Regions from separate parts of the Arabidopsis thaliana genome. Here region 1 is linked to region 2. Evidence: chromatin contacts called from public capture Hi-C data. All regions are on one chromosome and are shown on one strand. The core of a region is the stretch at or near the end of the contact, and the rest is flanking DNA. Distances in the headings are between cores, read along the strand shown. Region 1 holds the start of WRKY74 (WRKY DNA-binding protein 74). Region 2 holds the start of AT5G28500 (rubisco accumulation factor-like protein).

Region 1 (6,175 bases), core at 668-3,167, 200 kb before region 2:
AAGACAAAAAATAGACAATATTGCATATTCAGTCAACAATCTTGCTACACGAATTACGAGTAAAAACGGACACACCTTGACATGTGTCCAGATCTTAACTGTCATTTCTCCAAGTTGCATACTCGAGATTCTGAAGAATAGAGAGGTGACGGTGAAACAGTTTCTACATCTCAAGTAAATTACTGCTAATTATCGAGAAAACTAAACAAATTTTAGTTGATATGATGCGGTATTAATATTAGTTGAAAAAGTACTACTTAACATTATCACATATATTATCATTTAATAGTATGTCTTCATTGGTGATTAAAATGAGAATGTCTTTAATGTGTTACCAATAGAGATTAAAGGGTGTAAAATATCTTTCTATTTCATATATATTATCATTTAAGGTCAAGCATTAGTTTAACCATATTATTTTATCCTTTGAAAAATTTTGTACTATGAAATTAATACATCTAAAATAAGACCCATTTTTTTCTAGCATGACACATCAACTTTTTCAGTTGTTCTCAACATAATACATCATTGAAATTGTCATTCATTAAAAATATTTTGATTAATACATTTTATTTGTTTCTGTTAAAACTTATTTCATTGATTTCAAAAAAAAAGAAAAAAAAAACTTATTTCATTATCTTAGACTTATTGTTTAAGAAGTGGGCTTATTAAAGATGATCTTTAGTTCTAAAAAGCTTACCTATTATTTCATTTTTTTTAAGCTAACCTATTATTGTCTTTGTTGATATAGAATTCTTAGGTTTATAATATACGGCTGTTGTATATTTATTTTGGAAAGATTAGTTGCTTAATTATTTGTTTGAGATATGTCTATATCAAACTAATGACATTATCTCTAGATATTTTAATAAAGATAGATAATTATTTAAATGAGTTAAAAATATCATTTAGATAATTATTTAAATGAATTAAGAATATCCTATTAACTAATGTTATTTTCGTTAATAACACATAAAGATAAAAATCTATTTTTCTTAAAATATTTCCTTTCTAATTACTTTTATAAAGGAGAAATCTTATGACTTTATTAATATTATATTTCATTAAAAATAAATATTGTATTTATTTAAAGTTTATAAAATGTTTAGAATATTTAACGAAAAAACGTTTATAATATATGAAATCTATAAAATCAAATAATCATTTCAAAAGAAAACTTTTAAATTAATTTGAATTATAAATCTTTTAATAAAAATATTATTTGAACAAAAAAGAAAAAATAATGTTTAATTTTATCAAACTGAATTTGGGTCGTACGAGATTAGATGGTAGGACGGGTTTGGATCGATAGTAATACGAAACGGTATACCACGGGTGAAATCCTAAATAAAACAATCAAAATACAATTATATTATCTTAAATATTAAACAAAACAAATAATATTAGTAAAATAAATATAATTTAAATTTAAATTATTTAGTTATAATCTAAATTTTAATTTAATGAATGGTATGTTATTGTTTCTACATTTTTAATAGTAAAAATCAAATATAATAATTATATATTTAATAATATATAGATATAAGAGTTATACATTCAGAAAATACATTTAGAAAATATAAAACATTAAATCATATATATTTTTAATCAAAAAAACAAATTAAATTTTTATTCTTAAAAAATAAAATAATCATGCGGTATACTGCGAATCAAAATCTAGTTAATATATAAAGAGTTAGCTAGTATACATAAATAAGAAATAATTAAGACACATTATCACAAAACTAATATTTATGCAGAACATTATTTGGTTGTCACCAAAAATATTATTATTTCCAAAGAAAAAAGAAAAGAAAAAGTAGATGCAAAGTAGGTCCAGTAATGGAACCCACCACGAAAATCTTTTACAGAGAACTCTGTTTTTCTCTCCTTTCCTCTGTGACTGTGATGAGTGACGACCATCTCCACTCTCCCTTCTCTCACCAATCTCGAAGCTTTGCTTTATACTGAGAGAAGAATATTTGTTTCTTCTTCTTACAGTGAGAGAACAATTTTCTGCTTTTAACCCTTGTTCTTGAGCTATTATTTTGATTTTTATGGTTTCCATGTTTGAGCTAGCTCATGATGATTATTCTTTTCTTTTGAAATAGTTTTTTTTAGCGTTTGAGTTTTGAGGTTTTTCGTTTTTTAAAAGTATCCTTTGTGAAGAAGAAAATGGAAGAAGTTGAAGCTGCAAACAAAGCAGCAGTGGAAAGTTGTCATGGAGTATTGAATCTCTTATCACAACAAACCAATGATTCCAAATCAATAATGGTTGAAACAAGAGAAGCTGTTTGCAAGTTCAAGAGAGTCTCCTCTCTTTTGTCTAGAGGGTTAGGTCAAAGGAAGATAAAGAAACTCAACAACAACAACTACAAGTTTAGCTCTTCTTTGTTGCCACAACACATGTTTTTGGAGAGTCCTGTTTGCAGTAATAATGCTATAAGTGGTTGTATTCCAATTCTAGCACCAAAGCCTCTTCAGATTGTACCAGCTGGTCCTCCTCCATTGATGTTGTTTAACCAGAATATGTGTCTTGATAAGTCGTTTCTCGAGCTGAAGCCACCCTCTTCACGAGCTGTTGATCCAAAACCTTATCAGTTTATTCATACCCATCAGCAAGGAGTGTACTCAAGGAGCAAAAGTGGTTTGAATCTAAAGTTTGATGGGTCTATTGGTGCTAGTTGTTATTCACCAAGTATATCAAATGGGTCAAGATCGTTTGTTTCATCTCTTAGTATGGATGGTAGTGTGACGGATTACGATAGAAACTCTTTTCATTTGATTGGATTACCTCAAGGTTCCGATCATATATCGCAACATTCTAGGAGGACTAGTTGCTCTGGTAGTTTAAAATGTGGAAGTAAAAGCAAATGCCATTGTTCCAAGAAAAGGTTGGTTTTGTTCTTCCTTGAGAAAAAAGTGTTCTAAGAGTTTGTTTATTTCAATGTTTTGGTGTTTGTTTACAGGAAATTAAGGGTGAAACGATCGATTAAAGTACCGGCAATCAGTAACAAGATTGCGGACATACCTCCCGATGAATATTCATGGAGGAAATACGGACAAAAGCCGATTAAGGGTTCTCCTCATCCTAGGTAAAATAACATTACAAGAAGAGAAAAACATTGGACTTTGTTTATATGTTTTGGTTTATAATTTGTTTCTTGTTTTTGTTGTTTGCAGGGGATACTATAAATGTAGCAGTGTGCGCGGTTGTCCAGCGAGGAAGCATGTTGAGCGATGTGTAGAAGAAACTTCGATGCTTATTGTGACTTATGAAGGCGAGCATAACCATTCAAGAATACTCTCTTCTCAATCAGCTCATACTTGATTGATTGTAGTAACGGTCTTCAATTGTATATTCTACTTTGCAAACTCGAATTTTTGTGCATAACAATTTGGCTTCAGCTTTATCTATATATAGGTTTAAGTTAGATATGCATAATCTAGAAGTTGTTTTGGTTTGGCTTTGTTGAGTTAAACTGGTGACTCATATAATTTGGTTCCTTTCCCCAATTGATTTTAGTACTCAAAGCCCATCAGAAGGTAACCATGCAAAATAATAACAAACTCTTTAAGAATTAAGTTTAATGGTACTGTAGCTGAAGTTAATCTTGAAACTAAAGAATAACATAACCCCATAAATGAAATGTAACCATCTACGAGGAAAAGCACCAAGTTTCGATGGCAAAGACTAAAGTTTCTTAAGAACACAAGAACAAGCTTTAAAAGAATAACTCTCTTTTATTGATGATTAGAAAACTCTCTCTCAACCTAAGAGGTGTATATAGGAGGCACAACTTTGCTAATCGTATTACAATTAGGACTTAGATAACTCCTAAACCTAATAGAAACTTCTAGGCCTTTCTTAGTCTTTAACCTCCTCATTAAAGACTACTTGGGCCTTAAGTTAACTTTGAAGTTTACCCAACATTCTCCCCCATAAGCTTCAAGTTAACTTTAGAGAGGTCTTGAACTCCAAACAAACTTCTCATTGTCTTGAACTTGATCTGTGTCAATGCCTTAGTCAAGATATCCGCCTCTTGCTCAATCTTGATTCCATCTTCTCCTTGATGTTCTTCAAAGATTTCATATTGATCAATACACACGTCTTCCTTCAGCTCTCAATGTAAGAAAGATGTCTTCCCATCAAAGTGATGAATCTCCCATCCATTTAAAGTGATGAATCTCCACTTAAGACCAATCGCTTTTATTTCACTTGTTTTGTCAACAATGAACCATGTCTTGTTCTTGTTGACTGAATCAATCTCTTCTTCACATGATTTCCTCCATTGAAAGAAGTCTTTTGCTTCCTTGCTGAATCTTGGCTCGTTATTGATTGAATGTTGAAGTCTCTCACGATCGACATACGCCTCGATCACCACAGTTCAAAGTTGAAGCTTGGAGAAGATTTGATCAAGAAACTCACATGAATAGAGTATAGATTTACTATCTCGGCTTGATCAGAATCCAAAAATTCACTATCTTAAATTTTTTACAAGAGAGCATTCTACAATATGGAGGTTTGTCAAAGATGATTTCAAGTTCTCAACGATCAAAGATTACAACATGAACATACTAATAAACCGGAGTTGTTTTTTCTCGGTATAAAATCTAGTGAGATCACAGTTACTATTTTGGTATTCTCTATAACTCTCAAAAAAATCACAACAAACGTATTATTAGTCCATACATATCAACGAACGATATAATCAACACTATCTTTAGCACCAAGATTCTTCAACACATTCAATATACAGTTTCAGATTTAAACGTTACGTAAAATTAAAACAGAAATCAAGTAGAGACAGACGTGAAAAACAAAAAACAATCAATAAATCGTTGGAGGACAACGATTGTGAAATCGAACAAATACCATAAATAACCGGAAATAAAAGTTTGGTTATCTCCGGTCTAGTAAAATTAGGTTATGGAAACCTCTTACTCCGTGGAAGCTTTTTGAGAGCAATCATTCTACCACACTCTGGCGATTCTGTGAGTTCGAATTCTCTTCACCAGACGAGGTAATCGCATCGCTGCAACTCTTTCTCCTGGACAGATTGAGTTTCGGCGACTTAGGACGCGTCAGAGGAAACTACATAAAAGAGCATTTCGTAAGTTTGCTTGTCACACAAGAAAAATGTTACATAATCTTAATTCCTAACAAATATGAGAAATTTTCTTGAAAACAATTTAATACCTTCTTAAGCTCTGGTTTCACGGGAGGTCGTTGGTAATAGAAGTCAGGAACAGGATTAGCCTTAAACTTAAGGTTTTTCCGAAGCTGTTTAATAGCTGCTTCTTGTTCTTCCTGCAAAATTGAGTTCCCATTTTAGATTTTCAGAATACATTTTCTTGGTTTAGTTACTTAAAAGATTCTTGCCTTTTGTCTTTGTTCGAGCTCGATCCTTTCAGCTTCAAGTGCTTGGTGTTTCTCTTCAAGCTTTTGGTAATACTAAAACCACAAAAAGACTTCAAAGTCAGTGAACAAAACAGAATATAACCAACTTATCATAGATTACTAGTTTATGTTAACACAAATGAAGTTACCTCTTTTCGTTTCTCAGCGCGCTGAGCACTCCTAAATCGTGGAGCGGTTCCATGAGTTACTTTAGACTTAGCATTCTTCATCGAAGAAGCAACAGAACAATCATCCTCTTCATCCAAATTCTTCTTCTTCGAATCATTCTGATACAATCAAGAACCAAAAGACTCAAAAACCACTTTTAAATCTCATTCAACTACCATCTCTCTCTTTATACAATACCTCTGTGATTACATTAGAAGATTTATGATTCTGAGAGAGAGAATTCTCCTCAGTGCATTCTTTCTCCTCATAATCTTGTTCCTCTGCCGCTATTTTGGGAGCCACGTGAACCCTTTCATTAGAAGCATTGGTGCTCACCGACTCAAAAACTTCTCTTCTCATTCCAACTTACTGTCATATTTCACCAAAATAAAAACAAGATTCTTCATTAAAGTTATTCACAAATATCATTTCAATTAACTCAAAATTCACCATAATTGAAAACAAGATCCTTAATATGAATAACTAAACATACTTCAATTAAATAGTATTGCTTAAGGTATCATCTATTTTTTTTTCTTAAATCTCTTTTTGTTCATATATATATAAAAGAACAGAGATTTTGTTGATGTTTAACCGCATAATAAA
Region 2 (5,630 bases), core at 2,673-5,172:
GTTTATATTTTCTTTAATCTTGATGTTATTTTCTTAGGATATGGAGAAAACCTTAAAGAGAACGATTCGGTTGAAAATGGTACTGCTGATTACAACAGGGAAAGTTATCTTAAGAAGCATCTTTGGAGTATGCACAAAGCTATTTGGTAAGTGATATTTTTTCTGATATTGTGGAGTAACAATTGAAATAAAAATCTAAAGTAATAAAATAAATGTATAAAATCTGCAGCGAAGACAAGGTAAATGTTACAGGATATTTTGTATGGTCATTGATGGATAACTTTGAGTGGCAAGATGGTTTTAAAAACAGATTTGGACTGTATTACATTGATTACAAAAACAACCTCACACGTCATGAGAAAGTTTCGGGCAAGTATTATAGAGAATTCCTTAGTGAGGGAGTTCGTCCATCCGCTATCAAGAAGGATGAGCTTTGAGCTATATTTGGACGATTTGGTTTCGTTTAGATGTTTATTTCTTATGCTTAGTATGTGACTGACCAAGATTCATTAGGTCTTGGTTAGAATAATAAATGTTCGTCTTTCCGTGATCAAGATTAGCTTTGCCCTATGTTTGTAGGATTTGATTTCGATTCAATGTTTCTTCTTATGTTTTAGTATGTGGCTAAACAAGATCCACTAGGTCTTGCTTATAATAATAAAAGTGTTGTTTTTCATTTCTCGATGTCTACGTGATCACTGATTTGACAAGATAAAGAAGGCTTTGATTATAAATAACTTAACCTTTTTTAAATGTTGCGGTAGATGTTATTTTTTTTAAAAGCAAAATATAATCGTCCAATTAAGATAGAAACCGACAGTTTTGTTCTAAAGAAAACCAGTCTGGTGTAAAAGAGTTTAAATGGAAAAATATAGAATCACGTGATCTTGTATTCCATCGAGAGAATCTGTACGGACATTGTTTAAAAGTGGAATAAAAGATAAAGAGAAATGAGGAAAACCAAGGATTAAAATAGTGAAATCTTCTAATTCTGAAGCAAATGCCACCACTCATCCAGAATATCCAAAATTTTAATCAACTCCTTGCAATCTCTCTCAAAAGCAACATTAGAACCAAATGTCGTTAGCTCAATTGGTAAAGACTCTAGACGAAGCTTAGAGGTCATCGGTTCGAGTGACGCTTGGGACGAAACTAATATTACATGATGTGGTTTCGGGTCTGGGAGGATTACGGGCTTCGGCCCAGAACCTCCTGGATTTCAAAAAAAAAAAAAAAAAAAAAAGCAACATTGGAAATGGATAAATGTTTTACATATCTTCAAAACGTGAAGAATAATTGCATTCTATAACTACAAGAAAAAACTAAAGCAAACAAAAAAATATAGTTTACAAAAGGGAAATTTGCAAGAATAACTAACAAAAACTTATAAATTAAGAAAGTAATACAAGACAAAAAAAACAATGACATATTTACCCATTTTTCTCCACCTCATTCTAAGTCCCTCATTCTCTCCTCACTCTCTCGTCTCTTTTTCTTTCTTCTCTCAATCTTTTTTTTTTTTTTGTATCACATAACAAACAAACGAGAAGGACAAAGTAGATTTTTCAGATACCACTTATGTTATCTGGTTGCTTGGGTTGCCAAGGTTGTATCTTAGGGTATAGTTTTTCTAAACATCCAAAATAGTATAGTATAACATTTTATTTCTATCCAAAATAATACATGTTTTTACTTACAAACACTATTTACTATTTTATAAATTTAAATCCGATTTTAAAAATTCAAACTATTTTGTATGTAGAAAAAAACATAGGGTTTTTTCTAATAAATTTTATAATTAGAATCTATTTTTTGGAAAAGATATATAGCAAAAAAAAAACAAATAGGTGAAAAACTAAACTAAGTGTTACTAAATTATCTCACCTCCAATTCAACACTAAAATTATCTTTTCCTTATCCTTACATGCTATTTTCTTAATTTTTATACATATGGTGCTATATTCTTAATTTGTTTATCAAATATGGTTATTCAGCTAAATCACCCTTTACAAAAAGAGTATTTCAAAAATGATAGTTAAAGAAAATACTGACTAACCTCTAAACATAATAAAAAAAAAGTTAGATCAGACCATATGTACAATATTTTGTTTATTGCATTGTTACCGAATAGGCTTTTATAAGCTGCAATCTCATCATCATCCCCTAGTCCTTATACAATGTTCTTTAACTACACAAAACATAGTTCAACTAAAAACTACGGTGAGAATCTTGATGTAGCTAGACACTAAACACAACAATGAAAGAAACATTTATGAGATAAAAAGCAATCAAACAAAAAAATTACATATTTGCCAAAACCAAAAGCATATAAGTATTTGTTTAACTATTCTTCTAATTGAATTCTAATCCCAATCTTCATCATTTATCTGCCACTCATCATCATCATCTCTCGGCGGCCTAACGACCAAAACAACCATTCCTAAGCTCTCATTCACTCCTTTCTCCTTCAACACCAATCCTCTATCCAACTTCATCCCACCATCAGCCACAACAAGGTAGTAGTATCCATTATCAGCTTCCACCGTCTTCTTTTCCCTATCGATCACAACCATTATCGCCTCTCCTTTCCCGTTCCACGGCAAAACTTCCCTATCATCGCTAAACGAAACCGCCACTCCTTTCCTAACCGCAACCACGGGATCCCAACCCGGTAAAACCACCCATCTACTCCAATCTTTCTCAGCTTCCACTACACCAAACTCTCCTCCACTTTCAAACTCCATTGGTGCTTCAAGAAGCTTCTCTTCTCCTTCTTCTGCTTTACAAACCGGTAAAACAACAACCGAACTCGCTCCCGCTACTTCTCCAAACCTTAATCTCACTACAGGAACACGAATGATTTTTATCTCCTCTTCTTTAACTCTCTCTTCTTCACTCTCTCCATGTAACTCCCTCAACACCGCCTTTTTCGCCTTCTCTGTTACCGCGGTTTCAAGAGCTTGTTCGAGTAATGTAGTTCGAATCTCCGACGGACTCCGATGCTCTCTACTTTTCCTATAAAGCATAAAAGACAAACAATCTCCAGGTAAGTTATAATCAAAGTCTCCCAAACCAACGTCGCCACGACGATGCGGAAAATCTTTAATCGCTCTCGCAAGATCTCCAGCTCCTTTCGTATCGAAACCGTGATCAACAATGTATTCAGCAGCAGCTACACGTTGAGTTGTGTTTAAAAGACGAATCTCGTAGAGAAGCTCGGCTCCATTTGTGTCAAACGCAGCTATAAGCTCCGGTTTGGCACCGGATTGAACTAAAGAGTCTCGAACTTGCGCGCCGACGATGAGACTGTTCTGTTCGACACCGGAGATTCCGGTGAGTTCTTCGATTGATGGAGGAGTGAATCCTTCAGTGTATAAGGAGGAAATGAGTGGAGCGTATTCGAACCAGAGACCGAGACGATCAGCGAGGACTTCGATTTTTCCGGCGGTGTCGAGTGATCGGAACTTTGGAGGGATTGGTGATGGTGGTGGACGGAATGGTTGATAGAGTTGTTGTTTTGGTGGAGCTTGACGGTTTGAAGCGGGGATTAAAGCGGAGGTGATGGTGGTGAAGGGTTTTCGGTAAACGGGTCGGGTATTGAAGAATCCATGGGTTTTGGATTGTGTGAAAATGGAGGAACTGAGAGTTGTTGCAGTTAGAGAAAGCATGGTGGTGATGAGAGAGTGGAGACGATGATGGTGGTTGTTGTTACCTTATCATCTTCGTCGATAAGAGATAAGAGACTTGGGAAAATTAAAGATTTTGAACCGGATTTAAACCGGTTTGGTTTAACGCATATTCTGATATTCTTCTTTTCCCGCCACCTACTTTTATTTATTTGGAAACCAAACATAACAATTATGTTGTAATTTTTTTGTGTCATGTTTATTTTTTGTATTAATTTATACTATTTGAATATTGTTTACTGGCGTTCTAGTTTCACTTCGGGTTTGGTTTGAATTCGGATTGGTTTGGTTTATTTGGGTTTGGTAAAACTCTAATCAAACTCAACCGAAGTTAATATGGTTTGGTTTGTGTTTGAATTAATCTATGGTTCGATTGGGGTTTAGTTCGATTTGCTTTTAATTCGATTTTAAAAGACTTATCAATGTAACGAAACAAAAAAAATTCGTTCATTGTCGTTTAAAATAGTTAACTCAATCAACAAGTTCAAGCTGTAAATTTAAGTTTACTAATTCAAATAAACCATGAAAAGAAATTAAAAGTGCAAATAATTAAATATTTAGTAATGTACAATATTATTAATTAATTAATTAAATAAACACATTGGGTTGTCGGTTCGGTTCAGTTTAAAACCGAACCGAACCGAACCATTTTGGTTGAGATGAAACATAACCAAATGGTTTGAATCTAAGCTTAGGTTTAGTTTGGGTAGGTTTAAGTTTAGTTTGGTCGGTTCGGTTCGGTTCAGTTCGGTTAAAATACCCACATTGTTATAAAATTTTAATTGGATTTTAATTATAAAGATTGGATTTCACATAGGATTTTAATTGGTTTAGAAGTATTATTTTATTTTATTTTCTCGTCAATTTCATTAAATCCTTAAAGGATTACATGGTGAAAATAAGCCCACATACACAATATTAATGCCCAATTAACCCATATATTGATTACAAAGTAAGAGCAAGTTGGGTCAAAAATGAACATGTGTGTACACGTGGAGGCACACATGACGGAGGGCAGAAAAAACGCAACCGACTCATTCATCAGCTCCGCCATCTCCACCGATCAGGAATGCCGACCAAATCCACCGTTGTACGCCAAGCGGATCAGTTTTTTTTTGCCCAAAGATTTTGCTAGAATTCAGTTACTATTTCCTATCACCATTTCATCACCTTTTGTTCAACCATCTGAGAGTAAACAAACAGAAATCTGAACTATCAGATTAATGTAGCGCCATAACCCGCGATATGGCGAGAGGTCAGATCTAAAGCATTAGATTAATGAAGCGCCAGAACCGGCGCCAGAACCACCGAATCCCACTCAACACAATTCACGATCATAAAGAGATACCTTCATCCTTAGCCGATTACGGTCCCAGTAGGGGGTATGAAGGATTCATTCCCATTTTGACTAGAATCGAGCAGCTGATGCTTCCAGAAAATCTGAATAAACTCTCGGCTTCTACTTCCCCTTCGATAGAAGAAATTTAAGATCTGCAATTGCAGAAGACAAAACTAAACAAACTAGAGAAAATAGCCATAGAGGGTATAGACTCACACGTAGGTGAAAATACAAAGCCAGACTTAGCCGGAAAACAAAATCCGACAATAACTTTGTCAAAAAACAAAATGAAGAGCTTTCTCTCTCTAAAAAATTCTAGAGAGAGAAGAGAGAGAAAAGTTCGGTTTAGAAGTATTATTAGTTTGAAATTTGAATGTAATTTTTTATATTTTAATTTTGTTTTTATTATTGAGAAATTATTAAAGATGACCTTAGCTACCCATTTTTAAATATACCCTTTTATATAGTTTGTTTTTATTTGTACCCTCTTTTAATTTAATGACCATTTTACCATTATTTGAAAATATTTTAGGTTACAAAATGAAATAGTGATTTTTCCCGCCAAAAATATTTCCACGATAATTTTCCAGTCAAAAAATAATTCC

Evidence for each region. Capture Hi-C pulls out chosen DNA fragments and counts their contacts.
Region 1: a capture Hi-C map of root shows a contact between it and region 2, with 3 times the contacts expected there. The contact joins the promoter of WRKY74 here to the promoter of AT5G28500 in region 2. A contact is called at or near these places in 1 of 26 Hi-C or Micro-C datasets (root) and 1 of 3 other capture datasets (root).

The regions. Positions count from the first base shown.
Region 1 is chr5:10,674,946-10,681,120 of TAIR10.1, reverse strand. It overlaps WRKY74 (WRKY DNA-binding protein 74), which reads left to right and starts at 1,917. Exons shown (of 3, transcript NM_122748.3): 1 at 1,917-2,894; 2 at 2,970-3,095; 3 at 3,184-3,522. The coding sequence starts at 2,176. The coding sequence ends at 3,331. It overlaps WVD2 (TPX2 (targeting protein for Xklp2) protein family), which reads right to left. Exons shown (of 7, transcript NM_147942.4): 2 at 5,768-5,938; 3 at 5,551-5,688; 4 at 5,384-5,455; 5 at 5,201-5,311; 6 at 4,877-5,095; 7 at 3,887-4,400. The coding sequence starts at 5,929. The coding sequence ends at 4,970.
Region 2 is chr5:10,475,848-10,481,477 of TAIR10.1, reverse strand. AT5G28500 (rubisco accumulation factor-like protein) reads right to left here and starts at 3,922. Exons shown (of 1, transcript NM_122733.3): 1 at 2,094-3,922. The coding sequence starts at 3,668. The coding sequence ends at 2,364. BGLU24 (beta glucosidase 24) reads left to right here. Exons shown (of 13, transcript NM_122734.2): 12 at 38-146; 13 at 230-721. The coding sequence ends at 437.